Regions from separate parts of the Mus musculus genome. Here region 2 is linked to region 1. Evidence: chromatin contacts called from public HiChIP or PLAC-seq data. All regions are on one chromosome and are shown on one strand. Each heading gives the region's core, a stretch centred on a gene start, on an enhancer-like site or on the middle of the called end of the contact. The rest is flanking DNA. Distances are from core to core; before and after follow the strand shown.

Evidence for each region. HiChIP or PLAC-seq counts read pairs in DNA pulled down with a chosen protein or histone mark.
Region 2: an H3K27ac HiChIP or PLAC-seq map of neural progenitor cells shows a contact between it and region 1, with 6 times the contacts expected there. The contact joins two enhancer-like sites. A contact is called at or near these places in 2 of 15 datasets of contacts at CTCF or cohesin (the NIH/3T3 cell line and large pre-B cells), 5 of 484 Hi-C or Micro-C datasets (the HL-1 cell line, bone marrow-derived macrophages, cerebral cortex and 2 more), 15 of 115 datasets of contacts at active chromatin or transcription factors (cardiomyocytes, differentiating embryonic stem cells, embryonic basal ganglia and 8 more) and 1 of 9 other capture datasets (embryonic stem cells).

What each region holds. Positions count from the first base shown.
Region 1 is chr15:6,907,945-6,912,350 of GRCm38.p6, forward strand. No RefSeq gene overlaps it. Among named protein-coding and RNA genes, the nearest start is that of Osmr, 36 kb to the left of the region's middle. Within about 2 kb of position 1,972, at least 80 of the 459 cell types and tissues checked have an H3K27ac peak or open chromatin away from gene starts, as enhancers often do. A contact at or near this core is called in cerebral cortex, neural progenitor cells and oligodendrocyte precursor cells, where this site is marked.
Region 2 is chr15:7,191,883-7,196,288 of GRCm38.p6, forward strand. It overlaps Lifr (LIF receptor alpha), which reads left to right. Exons shown (of 20, transcript NM_001358593.1): 20 at 1-4,406. Among named protein-coding and RNA genes, the nearest start is that of Lifr, 65 kb to the left of the region's middle. Within about 2 kb of position 2,464, at least 80 of the 459 cell types and tissues checked have an H3K27ac peak or open chromatin away from gene starts, as enhancers often do. A contact at or near this core is called in cerebral cortex, neural progenitor cells and oligodendrocyte precursor cells, where this site is marked.

The sequences.
Region 1 (4,406 bases), core at 722-3,221:
AAAAGGACTGGGCCTTGTGGCATGTGCTTGTGTTTGTGGCGTTGGAGAGGAGACATGCAGATGCTAGGAGCTCACTGGCCAGCCTAGCCTAGTTGATGAGTTCCACGTTGGTAAAAGATCTTCTCTCAGTCAATCAGTTAATAGCATACCTAAGGTGGATCTCTGGCTGTGTGTGTGCCACACACACACACACACACACACACACACACACACACACACACACACCATGGGTTTTACGTAGACTAGCCTGCTCTTAAAATCAATCTTAATTTGTCTTGAAGTTAACTTAGGTACAGCTAAAATTGTCATGGCAACTTACGGTTCTATTACACAGATGAAAGTCATCATTTTTCACAGCCACTATCTTGGCCATGGAAGCTCAAGGAAGCGTTGCACTTGGGATTCAGTTCTGTTTTACATGTTGATGTGTACAGATGTCATCTGAAGATAAAGTGGGCTTTCCGCGCTACTGTTTCCAATGTTGATGTCTTTCTCACAAAATCCTTCAGACATTTGCTATAGGAGAAAGGAATCAACTCCTAAAGTTGCATTAGAATTATATTTTTGTGAGGCATTGATTTGAAAACCATGGGACCACAGTCAATGGCAGTGACCAGAGGCAGGCTTGCATATGCACGGAGTGAAGGTTGTGTTTTCATTTGACTGCACAGTCAATTTGATGGGCCGATAATAGCTGGCTCTTGATCATGTTAGCATGATCAGGAAAAAAAATCACTTTTCAAATTGGGTGTTAATTCAAAGTTGCATAACTCTTTGTAGCTGCTAGTATGCACGGAATGAAAGGATCTCTGCTCTCAAGCTGGACAAAAGAAAAATAGCTCATTCCTGTGGGACCGTTCCAGGAAGTTCACAGACTCAAACCAGGGGTGGGGTGGGGCTTTGAAAATGATTACAATTGAATAACTTCGCTTGTCATTACCAGCCAGTCTGCTATCCCTGATTGACAGCTGGTCAGCTATTCCTGATTGACAGTTGATCTGTCAGTTATCTCGAATTATCAGTTGATTAGTCAGCTATTCCTGATTATCAACTGATCAGTCAGCTAGCTATCTCTGATTGTCAGTCAGCTTCATGAGCTAAGCATCAGAAACAGTAGGTTTCAAACACCTTCGTCTTTTAGCCACTGTGGCAAATACCTGGGGGGGGGGGGGGGCAACATGAGGGAGGAGGGTTATAGCATCGTGACAGAAGGGCGTGGTGGAACAGAATTGTTCACGGCATGGCAGTCAGGCTGAAGAAGGGCGACGTTTCCTCATTTTTGCCCATCGGGGCTCACCGCCTACATACAGCGTTAGCGATGCACGTGTTCAGCGTTAGTCAATCCTGTCTGAAAAGCCCTTCACAGAAGTGCTTTACTAATCTGCTTGGCACTTCACCCTAATCAAGAGAGCGATCAAGGTTAACAATTCCTATGAGTCCCGTAGGGCCCCTTGCATGAAGACATCACCTAGAATTCAACCCGACCTGAGAAAGAAAAGGAAAAGAGAAAAAAAGAAAAGAAAGGAAGGGAAGGGGAAAGATAAGGGACGTTCTGCCTTGTCATTGATTTCACGGGTGCATCACAAGGTGGAGTCGAGTTCTGCACTGTCTTGGAGGTGACCAAAAATGAGAGTCAAGTTTGGAGAAACAAATGCTTGTTCTCCTAAGTTTGGATTAGAATGGCCTTTGGGCAAAATTCCCTCATTAGCGTCGAATAAATGTTTTTCCATCATGAGCAAAAAAGATTTTATACAAATTCCATTTCCCAGAACTCCGTGAAAGAAATGGAAACTCCCTTTTCTGATGTTACAAAACAACTTCCCCCCACTAAACCTGCTTTCTCCTTATCCCCCAAGTTCACTCTGCGTCTGCTAGGTGGCGCTGCAGGCTAATGCATGGGTCCCTTAGCGCCTCGCGGGCGGCTGTGTGGGAGGCTAGGCAGGAGGGAAGGAAGCAGCTGCCACTGTTTCCGTCCAGTTAGGATATCAGCACAGTGGAAGGGAGGAGACCTGCTCTTGCCAAGACTTGGCTTCTGTCAACTTAGGAATCGCTCATCATCTTCTGGATGGATCACAGCTGGCGCTGAAGGGGCTGAATGGGCTTCGTATTTCTTTAGGGAGATTCTGGGGCGCCCAAGCTTGTTGAGAAAGGCTGTGGGTTTCTTTGTCCGAATTTCCAAAAGGTGTTCTGTAACTTTGGAAGAAAGACTCAAGAATGAAAGGAAAACATCACAATTCAAAGGTTTGGGGGAAACCAAGCTGTGCCCTGCTTTAACTGGTTCCACACAGTGTAAAACAGTGGCTTTCAGACTATAATTTGGCCTGAATGCTTGTATTTTTATAAGGAGTATTCTGCACCATTTTGAGAGCACTTGTGCCTGCCTCTCCTTGTGCACGTAGGTACCACAACTTGTCCACTACTGCCTGCAAAGGACAGACTGCTAAGTCATAAAACTTAGTTTTTAAAGGGAAAGGAGATATCAGTTACAGATTTAACATAGTAGATTGGCACGCAAGGGCACATAAGTACATTCAAACCACATCAGAAAACTTGGGCCCAAGAACTTATCAAACACAACCAGACAATGGAAGCATGCAACACCCTCACCGGGATCCCACAAGCAGGACACCTAACTGTGGTCTCCTACTTCCCACTCAACCCTGTAGCCCAGGCTCAGACCTGCAGCAGCTCTTCTTTGACTCGGGGTTCTTTGACATTTTTTTCTAACAACCAGCAGTGGCTTTCTTTGTATCTGCCTCACCTTTCTGTCTCCACTAGGGCTTCTTGGAACTGCAACCCTACCCCCACCCTCAACCCCCCTGCTTTGGCCTTTTTGACCCTTTTGTTGCCATTCTGTTATCTGCATATATACAGAGAGATAAAATGACTAAATGCTGTGTAACATGTGACCCAAGAGTTAATGTTAGCGATTAAGATGGGAGTAAAATATTTCATGTTTGTCATTGGGCAGCTATCAAAGGCCATCAGGACTATTAGGCTAACTGCAGCTGACAAAAACAATACAACCTGTGAATTTATGGTTATTTAATAAACTATGACATTGTAAAAAGATACAAACATGTCTGTCTGCGTTTCTGACTTAGTGTTCTCAAAGCTGTACTGATGCTCAATCTTATAAACCAGGTCCCTGGTGGAGGGCAGAGATTCCCACTTCAGTCTTTTCCTAAGCAACAGATGCTTCCTGCTGCAGCAGGACCTGGGACAGCCTTTCTCACCCTCTGCTGCTTTCAGAGTAAGCTAGGGTTGACTTCTGGAAAAGCACAGAGGTAGAGTTCCCGGGAGCCCTGTGTGGTCTGGAGGACCCTAGAGTATCTAGTGACTTAACAGAACTCCTTTCCCATCTTGATGAGGTCTAGAGCTCTGAGACTACTGACCTTAACAAATTAAAGACTCCTTTAAATGTATATAATACAAAATATTGCATATATAAGCATATACATATATATAAACATACACATGTACATCATACACACACACACGCGCGCGCGCACACACACACACACACACACACACACACACATATACATGAAGGTTTTAACTGGAGAAGCAATATGGAGGTGGTCAGGAAAAACCCTGGGAGAACCAGGGCCTTGGTGGGGCTGGGTAGGCAGGATGTTAACCCAAGGAGAGACCACAAAGACAGATTTGCTGCCTGGGTAGCAGTGTGCCCCAAAGTGCTTGTGTGCAGTCTGTGCCTGTGTCCAGGTTTGGGTTCTGGCTCTTTCTCGCCTCTTTCACTCTCCCAGTCACGCCTGGGGGAAACGGTGAGGTCTGTGGGTTGGATTTGAAAACTCAGGACTGAGGAGGAGCCTTAGGCAGAGGGAATATCGGCATCCATTCCAGAAAGAAGACTTCCTTAAGATACAAAGGTTCCCACCCAGAGGCAGAATACACACTCCTACCCACTGTAGAGAAAAGAAGACATGCCAGGAGACACCGAGGAGGAAGGAGACACTACACAGCAATGTACCAAGGGTCAGAGCAGGGAGGAGGACAAAGGTTAGGGAAAGAGTTCCAACAGGAGCTTGTGAATGAGAGTGTGTGAGTGAGCACACACACACACACACACACACACACACACACGCACACGCACACGCACACGCACACACACACACACACACACAGAGAGAGAGAGAGAGAGAGAGAGAGAGAGAGATTGAGATTTGTAGACACAAGAAAGTAAAGAGAAATACTAAAGTCCAAAAGTAGAGGCCAGGAAAGTAGCCATCCAAATGGACATGTGTGGGTTTCTGAGCCGCTCTTCTGACACTGCCCTAAAGATATGTGTCCTGCTAGGCATTGCTACATGTCATCTCCATCCTGCAATCTATCTGTTTCAACCTCAGGGACCTGCAGCCCTTCCTACATTTATCTCTGCCACAGCA
Region 2 (4,406 bases), core at 1,214-3,713, 280 kb after region 1:
CAGCTTCCATTAGTATAGTTGACTGCCCTAATGTTGGAAATCTCTCGAACTATGCCCAAATTTTCTCTATTTGCTTTGTGTTATGTTATAGGGTCTGCTTCGTAAGAGCGAATTTATCATTATTTACAGGTAGATAATTGTAATGAGTTACTACGTAAGATGACTACTAAGAAATAGCTAGTGGTGTGTGCTGACTGCATAGCTGTGATTAGACTCAGCTCTCCCTGAGAGGATAGGCCATTAAGCCTAACCAATAGCTGGCTGATGATCGCTGAGGCTTCTCAGGAGCTTTCCCTGCTGCTCATGAGTCTCGGCTTCTCCCCCCTCAGGCAGTTGGGGGTCCAGAGTCTCAGACCTTGCCTTCAAATCCATAAACTTAAACATAAAGGGAGATAACTTCCCTTTGGAGCAGTTAGTGGTTAAACTGTAATAGAGGTCAGAAAACTTACGGAAGTGGTAGGTCGTGGCCTGTGATGGTTCCGTCAGCAGTGAAGTGGCAGATCCTGAGCACAGCACCCTCAATACACCCTGGTCTCTCATCAGCAACGTGTACAGGGAATGGGATTCTTAGAAAAGCTGTAAAAACCTAAAATGTATGTCATGTGTTTGCTCTGCCTTTGGGTGCATGACAGTTTGAAACACCCCAGGAGTAGACGACCTTTATTTGTGTCATCTGAAGTCCCCCAAATCTTACAGATAATGGCTTGTTCTTTTAGTTCAGATTTTATCTTTTATTTTTATTTTATTTTTTATTTTTTATTTCTTTTCTGACAGGGTCTCACTATGCAGCCCTGGCTTTCCTGGAACTCACTATGTAGATAAGGCCAGCCTCAGACTCAGAGATCCACCTGTTTCTGTCTCCCAACCTGGAACTCACTATGTAGATAAGGCCGGCCTCAGACTCAGAGATCCACCTGTTTCTGTCTCCCAAGTGTTGGTGTGCGTGTCACCATGCCTGGCTTCTTATTTTATCTTCTAAAGAATCATGTGAGAAAAAAAATACAGGATGACAAGGGACAAAGTCATGATCCTGTTTTTAACCCTAGGATTCAACTACATTTTGGAGCTCCATGATATAGTTAGTAGCTCTTAGAAATTTTCAGTACTGAAAAATATTCCAAGCCAGAGCCAACACCAAAGAGTTTCTGTCTTCCTTGTGCCCTCTGGCTCCATCCTCTACCCAGCCACTCTAAGCCCTGCTGCCTCCTCCCCCCACACCACGCCCCTCCCCTTCTCCCACCCCCTCCCCCCCTCCCCACTCCCTGAAACATCTTACTACTGCTATGCCCTGCTTGGCCTCTGCCTTGTTCCCCAGTGAAGCTTCTCAGTTTCTTATTCCCATCTAATTGGGATCAGAGTTTGCGAAGGTTACAGCTCATCATTCCGCACTACGTTAATCTGGGAACACGGGACGGTCAGGAGAAATGGACTCATTCTGTCCAAAGGATGTCCTTTTGGCGTGGGTGTCCAGAATGTTGGGAGTTTAGAGTGCTGCTCACCCCACCCTGCCTCTCAAGTCCATTCTCAAGGACCACTGACTGAGGTATGCAGAAGCGGGGCAGCCCTGGATTATTGTAGGAGAATGTGACGTAGGACTAAGGCCAAGGCAGCTTTTTTTTTTTTTTTTTTTTTTCCCCATTGAAGTGAATGCAGCTGCCTCCCTGGGCAGTGTTGTTACCTCTGTGGGTGTGTATATAGGAGTAGCCTAAACAGGAAGAGGACAAGGGAGAAGCAGACCACCACTGCCATGCCCTTAATACCTGTCTCATGGTTTGGGACTTTGGCAAGTGTGCACTGCGGCATCAGTGCAAGGGTCGTTCGTGCCTTCAGTGCAAGTTGGCCTCGTAGTGGATATACTCTGACGTCGGGGGTCACTGTGAGAGAAGAGCCTACAGGTGTTCCCAGCTCGAAGTGGATATACTCTGACATCAGGGGTCACTGTGAGAGAAGAGCCTACAGGTGTTCCCAGCTCGAAGTGGATATACTCTGACGTCAGGGGTCACTGTGAGAGAAAAGCCTACAGGTGTTCCCAGCTCTTAGGAAAAGGAGAGAAACTATTCCTTCCTAAGAAGAGCCCAGTCATTGGCCAGGCAACTCCAGATATCTCGACCAGAATTAGGTTCCTGTCTGTCTGTTGAACAGAGCCACATGCACACCCTTTTGTAAGCCAGTTTCATTCAGATTTCCCTGGTGAGACATGGAGATTGAGGGTATCATAATACTTATGAGTGGCCATTTTCAATAACATCTAATTAAAGAGAACATTCTTAAATACTTAATAGGCTTTTTGAGTTTTACACTCCATGAATTAGTGCACATGTACCTTCGGAATCTTCCTGTTGGTTGAACCTGTGGTGTCCCGGCCTTGAGACGGCAGCTCTGCATATCTGGAACGCTGGGTTGTGTTTCTGAGCTGGGTGATAGAGGTGCTTTTGTTCCTGCAGCTGGCAACAGAAGCCGCCATTCATCGGGAAGCTCGAGGGAGGAGCTGTCAGCCTCGGTTTGCACATTAGTCTTGCTTTCGTGGTTCAGGGGAACTGGAAGGATTGCATTCCGAACACCCAGCACTGTCGCACTCAGACATGACAGTAGGAAATCACAGTCTTAGAAGTTCTTGCAAACTGAACTCTTGTTAGAAAGCTCTCCTGTCACAGTAATCCTGACTGTATTTGCATCCGTCCCAGCCCTTTCAGTGCTCAGTATACCTAATTTAGTGAAAGGCTTAAGAATGCTTCCTCCCGATAGAAATTTGAAGTCAATGTCATGGTATTTTGCAATTCAAGTACCCCTTCATATGTCAATATGCAGAAAGTATTATCTCAAAGTCTCTTACTGCTTAGGCACTTACTCAGATAGAATTTGTTGTGTTTGCACTAAGGTAATTTCTACTGTTTCCTGTTTGAAACTGGGTTGAAATGAGCAAAATGGCCTTTTAAAGGATCCCGAAAGTACAATACTTGGCATCTCAAGTGAAGTGTGGGGGAAGGGCCATCAGCTGCTAATGCCAGGCACACAGTGAGAGTTCTGTGTCTGTATTGATGGGGTCCCTTTCTAGAGTGTGACAGATTCCGTGGAACTGTCTTGAAGGATGGGAGAGATTAAGATGTGACTCGCATAGATAAAAAAGAATTGACTGAAAGATTTGGATACATTGTGGAAACAGCCCCACAGTGTGAGGGAAACTGTGAAGACTCATCAGGCCTTTCACTAGATGCGCCCTGTCAGCACCCTATTCACTGCAGAGTTGTTTGCTTTTGTGTCATGAGCTATTAGCTTGGAGACCCATCTGTACCAATCTGGCTTGCGTTATGTCAAGCAGCATGCATGAGCGAGCTTAGCTGATCACTAGAAGAACTCATTGTCTTGGTAAGATATACCAAGGCATTTCCTTGAATTGATTTGATACTTTCTTGTGAAAAAAAGTTTCATGCTGTCATACCTGTCTTACCTCAGTGTCCAGGACAAAAAAATTTACAGAGGGGGTGGGGGTGGGGCCAAGCAAAAACTGTTAATCTTTTAGACATAACCCTAGAATATCCTTCAAAGTGATTTCGCTTGAATCGTGGATTCTGCCCAGTGCTATTCACCCTGTTTAAACCTCTTAGTTTACTAGGGTTGTTGGATTTTTGCTCCCTTTATCTTAATAATTACATGACCATATTCATGCTGATTATAATACAGAGGACTTATTTCTAAATGGAGGCATAAATGATTGTGAGCAACATTTAGCTGAGCACTACCAAGTTTTGTTTTGTTTTGTTTTGTTTTTCCTCTTGTTAGAGTTTCTGGGGTTGTCCTCTGGCCTAGAATAGCCACATGCTTCTAATTATGATACGAGATTGTGACTGGATCAGGCTGTCCTTAACCAGAGTAGTACTTCTTCTCCTGTATTATGAATGGCAGTTTTTGTCCAAGGTGTAAATAGAATTTGCTTAAGTTAAATTCTAACTGTGGCATACTTTTATTATAAATAAACCATATCCGATTGCACATTAAACAAGTGTGCAATTTTTGGTTGCTGGAACCGAATACTTTAAAAATGAAAAAAACATGCTGAGGATAAAAGACAGGAACATTAATGTTAGTTGATTCATATGGGCCTTCAAGATCGCCTTTGTATAGACAATCAACATGAAAAGAAATCCCGCTGTAATAGGCATTTTGCTGTACTTATGCCTAGAATATTTGGTACATCTAAATTGGCTGCCTTCCTAATTTTATTCTGATTTCTTACATGCGCTTTTATTTGTAATTATTCCATCTCAAATGGGTAGTTTCAACTTTCCGAACTAGCTCCAACATCCAGTAGCATATCTTTAGAGATCAAAATATCTTTAGGTAGTAATCCCATCGTCCTTAAGTCCTGAGCAGCTGAGCCCTTTGGCAGGTGGTCCTAGAACAAAAGG